Regions from separate parts of the Salmo salar genome. Here region 2 is linked to region 1. Evidence: chromatin contacts called from public Hi-C data. All regions are on one chromosome and are shown on one strand. The core of a region is the stretch at or near the end of the contact, and the rest is flanking DNA. Distances in the headings are between cores, read along the strand shown. Region 1 holds the start of trabd (TraB domain containing). Region 2 holds the start of LOC106573292 (cryptochrome-1).

The links. A called contact is a pair of places that touch in the nucleus more often than the background predicts.
Region 2: a contact with region 1 is called in a Hi-C map of muscle, with 4 times the contacts expected there. The contact joins the promoter of LOC106573292 here to the promoter of trabd in region 1. A contact is called at or near these places in 3 of 3 Hi-C or Micro-C datasets (blood, gill and muscle).

Annotation. Positions count from the first base shown.
Region 1 is chrssa16:16,489,307-16,492,036 of Ssal_v3.1, forward strand. trabd (TraB domain containing) reads right to left here and starts at 1,400. Exons shown (of 10, transcript NM_001173969.1): 1 at 1,388-1,400; 2 at 413-489; 3 at 1-50. The coding sequence starts at 436.
Region 2 is chrssa16:16,697,779-16,700,508 of Ssal_v3.1, forward strand. LOC106573292 (cryptochrome-1) reads left to right here and starts at 1,383. Exons shown (of 9, transcript XM_014148221.2): 1 at 1,383-1,977. The coding sequence starts at 1,820.

The DNA.
Region 1 (2,730 bases), core at 150-2,649:
GGCAGTGACTCATCTTCAGACGCATCTTCAGAGGGACCTACCAACTCATCCTAAAAAAAAAAAATATGTAAAAAAGCATATGTAGTCATTAAGCCATTCTAAAAATGTACATGTCAACAAAAACATTTTGTCAATGTGCTCAAGAGCTTAATAGCCAGATTTATTGCGACACTGATTCTTAGACAATTAACATCTAGGCTAAGTACAGGAGCGGGACAAAATTCTAAGAATGTTTGTTTGTTTTGCTTAATGTGTTATGATCAGCATAGAGCTGTGTTCTTCAAATATCACAGCTGTATGGGCCATAACAGATGTGTGTGAAGCTGTACTCTGTGTGCCTTTTTAAAATGATCAAAATAACAGCTGTCAAAGCACTATGCACTGACCCATGTCCCGCAGTCCCCAAACTTACCTCGGAGTTGTTGTCTTGGTCCATGATTCAACCTTTGAGAGCTGGGCAAAAACTAAAGCGATGTCCCACCTTCCTTACTGAAAAGGAAAGCAAAACAGGAGGAAAGAGTATGGTCAAATGTATTAATGCATTTAGCCATTGCTATTCTCTGCAATGCTATCAGCTGTGATGCTTATTTTGTGACTAAGCTAAGGCCCCAGTTCAAGTTCCTCAATTGCTGACGTTTGCTAACTATATGTACAGTGTACCAAACCATAAATAAACTACCCATTCTCACTAGTTAGCTACCATCAGCATATGGCGACAAAGTTAGTTGGAAAATAAAACCGGCTGGTTAACGTTACCTGTCACAGGTAGCTAATTCTAGTAGATAAGACAATTTGTAAGACAATTTGTGAGCCAGGTTTCACTGTGACAGTAACGTTATAGTATATAGACAAATATCATGAGCAAACTGCCTAACGTTAGCTTAGTGGCCTCTTTTTAGAGCCCGGTCATGGCTAAACGCTCTCCTGCTGCATGTAGCTGCGTACTTCAACACGATTACATCACCTTCAAACAAGACTGTTGACATAGCTAGCTATTTTGCTAGCTAACCACATGCTACAAAGTCAAGTTAGTTAGCTAGCTAGCTAGCTAGCTAGCTAAAGCTGTCAAACCTGCTGGCTAGAGACAAAACATTGACACCCTTAGCTGATATTCCCCTCGTTTCCACATATTATCTTGCTAGCTAGGCAAACTAGCTAACATTATTCATTAAGTTAGCTAATGTTAGCAAGTTGGCCCAAGCTAAATAGCTTACTACTCGCCGACTAGCAGTTAGCTTACTACTAGCTAACAGCTGACATATCGGTTAGCTGGCTAACTGCTGCTAACTACTTGGTAAACAATGTCATATCAATTTGTAATCAACATATAATAACTACAGCTTACAATGTTATACATTAAAAAATTAAAACTTATAAGTTAGCCAACCTGTGCTCTCACCTGCACTTCGACCAATGATGTGTTCGACTCGTTTGTTAACGTTGTTTTCTGGTACTTGTAGTTCAATTGAGATTTGAGTGCGTTGTGGTAATCAGTGGTGAAAAAGCACCCAACTATCATACTTGAGTAAAAGTAAAGATACCTTAATAGAAAAGGACTCAAGTAAAAGTGAAAGTCACCCAGAAAAATATTGCTTGAGTAATAGTTTAAAAGTATTTGGTTTTAAATATACTTAAGTATCAAAATAAAAAGTATAAATTATTTCAAATTGCTTATAATTAGCACGATACATATTTTTTAAATATAACCTGGGGCACACTACAACTCACAGACCTCATTTACAAACAAAGCATTTGTGTTTAGTGAGTCCCCCAGATCAGAGGCAGTAGGGATAACACGCAGATGTGCTCAGTCCCCTACTGTACAGTCGTGGCCAAAGGATTTGAGAATGACACAAATATAAATTTTCACAAAGTCTGCTGCCTCAGTTTGTATGATGGCAATTTGCATATACTCCAGAATGTTATGAAGAGTGATCAGATGAATTGCAATTAATTGCAAAGTCCCTCTTTGCCATGCAAATAAATTGAATCCCCAAAAAACATTTCCATTGTGTTTCAGCCCTGCCACAAAAGGACCAGCTGACATCATGTCAGTGATTCTCTCGTTAACACAGGTGTGAGTGTTGACGAGGACAAGGCTGGAGATGACTCTGTCATGCTGAATGAGTTCGAATAACAGACTGGAAGCCTCAAAAGGAGGGTGGTGCTTGGAATCATTGTTCTTCCTCTGTCAGTCATGGTTACCTGCAAGGAAACTCGTGGCGTCATCATTGCTTTGTACAAAAAGGTCTTCACAGGCAAGGATATTGCTTCCAGTAAGATTGCACCTAAATCAACCATTTATCAGATCATCAACAACTTCAAGGAGAGCGGTTCAATTGTTGTGAAGAAGGCTTCAGGGCGCCCAAGAAAGTCCAGCAAGCGCCAGGACCGTCTCCTAAAGTTGATTCAGCTGCGGGATCGGGGCACCACCAGTACAGAGCTTGCTCAGGAATGGCAGCAGGCAGGTGTGAGTGCATCTGCACTCACAGTGAGGCGAAGACTTTTGGAGGATGGCCTGGTGTCAAGAAGGGCAGCAAAGAAGCCACTTCTCTCCAGGAAATACATCAGGGACCGCTGAGGACTGGGGAAAAGTCATTTTCTCTGATGAATCCCCTTTCCGATTGTTTGGGGAATCCGGAAAAAAGCTTGTCCAGAGAAGACAAGGTGAGCGCTACCATCAGTCCTGTGTCATGCCAACAGTAAAGCATCCTGAGACCATTCATGTGT
Region 2 (2,730 bases), core at 133-2,632, 210 kb after region 1:
CATCTGTGGGATTGAACACACATACACACACACACACACCCAGACACACACACAACAGTCAACCCTGCTGTTCTATTATATACTATTTATTCTACTGCGCGACCAAGACACTACTACCCACTTTATATTTCTCTACAGTCTATTAGTACTATGCATACTACCGCTTCTATTACTTGTTATTTTTTACTTGACTCTTTTTATTGTTATTATTGACTGATGTACTGCATTGTTGAAGATCTAGCACATAAGCATTTTACTGCACTTTTCCCACCTGCTGTAAACTGTGTATGTGACAAATTACATTGATTTGATTTTAATTTGATTGAGGAGAGTATTGTTGGTACATTTTGTGCTGAAGTTGTATGCTGCTTATCCCTGGAGCAACACTGAACCCTGGTGCTCAGTTTGTAAACCTCAATCATTATGTCAAAGATCTAGCCTCACCATACATTTCCATACTAGGAAGACTTAGGCTACTATAAAGAAATTCCCTTATTATTTTACATATTCAAAGTTCACACAGTCATGTTGTCATTGAACTTTTCCTTCATAAAAGTATTATCAACTATACTATACGCAGCCTAATGTATGCTACTAAAGATGGTGTGTTGATATTGCATATTACAATCTAGTGTCTAGATATTCAAACTGTTTCCTCATCCAACTACCCACCCATCCCTTGTCTCATGAATAAAAACTACTACAGTTTGTAATTGTTTCACACAATCATCATCCACATGTTTTCCCACCTCATGCTTCAGGACAATGTAATTAAAGTGTAGGCCCTACTAATGCAATACTGTGTGACAATTGGTTGCTTCTTTTAAGGTGTTTGGGATACCTTATGATCTTTGCTGATAAGTTTTTGATTGAAATCTGATCACATCTGAAATTCTGCATTGGTAAGCATGCATACACAGGCAAGAATAGTTATTTGGTTTGAATCCATTTTGAAATGACAGCATTTTAACGTAAATACATAGTGGTACATAGTCTAATAACAAAGAGTATTTGACATTCATCACATGCATGGACGTGTGACGGTAACGGTGATGGGTTGCCCACTAGGCCTACAGATACACTTGCGTAATCATTTTTTTAGTACATGTGTTCATCCGGGTCCTGCGTAACTAATCATGACGCGCACACATTTTTGTCAACAAAATCCAAAATAAGATCGATAATCAGACTATGGTTTTTAAAGTAATCTGTAAATAACTTATTAAACATAAAATATTGTGTTGTGTGGATATTTACCGTGTATAAATGATGCCTGTGGAAAAAACACAAGATAGGAATAAGCACACTACAGAAACGTGAGCGAGCAAACGTTACATAACTGGTGACATTGACCAATCAGATTCCTTCTTTCTTATCCGCGTACCTCTTTGGGTGGAGCCGTTGTCAAAGAAAGTTCATTTCAACAGGGAACATTTTCTTTGAATATGGGAATACATTCGAGTGATACTGGAAGACAGTTTAATTTCTCAGCAAAACGCTCTACCTACTGTACTTTAGTTCACTCGCTCGCGCTTACTGAACTAGCGCTCTTCTTCCTTATCTGGAAAATAGCTAGATACGACAACGCAATTATACATTTTTCGAGCTGCTAGGCTAGCCATCAGGTCGAACATCGTTTTTAACAGGTTAATAAAAAAAAAAAAAGTGTATACATTATAAAACCATCTAGGCGACAGAACCGAAACTTAGTTTGGGCATGCAAAAGCTATTGTTTTAGCTCGTACGCGTTTTGTTTTGACATCAGCGCAATAACCAACGACTCGAGCCGTGGACATAACTAGAAGAGACAGCAGGTGAAATGGTCGGCAACACGATCCACTGGTTCAGGAAGGGACTGCGGGTCCACGACAACCCCTCTCTAAAGGAGTCTATCCGGGGAGCGGACACCCTTCGCTATGTTTACATCCTAGACCCCTGGTTTGCAGGGTCCTCCAACGTGGGCATCAGCAGGTGGAGGTAGGGGTCCTAATAGTAGAATGCACAAGGTGACATTTCTAAATTGGGTAGTGCATCATCAGTTCCTCTTGTCATGTTAGTCATTGCATATCTTAGAGAACTATTTATAACTTGTCAGAAATGTCCAGAGCAACTAGCCCATGTTAGCTAATGTTTTTTTATTTAGTATTTTTGTTTAACTGCAACATTTTATTTGCACCCCATGACAACATTTATAGAATTGCAGGAAATAAGCTTTAAGCTCGCAAAATTCTCTCCACCAACGAGGGGTGTGAACAGTTCCCCATAGAACGCGTTTGGGAACCCCTGTATTAGAGGACGTGTTTTAATTGAGTGGCTCGTATTGCACTCACCCAACACAGATGTGTTTACCGCAGATGTAGGTCACACAGGTCCCTGCTTTTTGCATTGCCACGCTTGTGAATTTGCCTAGGGGCTCTGATGGATCAAGGATGGTTTCCTTTTCAATAGATTATGACCTTGTGGGCACGCCAGACGCCACTTATGCACATTTGGTCAATAGGTTTATGGAAAACCAAATCTGGGTTATCATAACGCCAGAAGGAGGAATCCCAGTGCTGTAGTTGGTTATGAATGACATTAGTGTGTGTGTGTGTGTGCGTGTGTGGTGTACCGCTTAGGCAGGAAAGTAGGGCTTTCCTAGCACCACACTTATGCAAACAGTTATAGTAAATATTGACTGTCAATTATTGCATTACAAGTACATCTGTGTGCCACACAGGAATCAAGGGC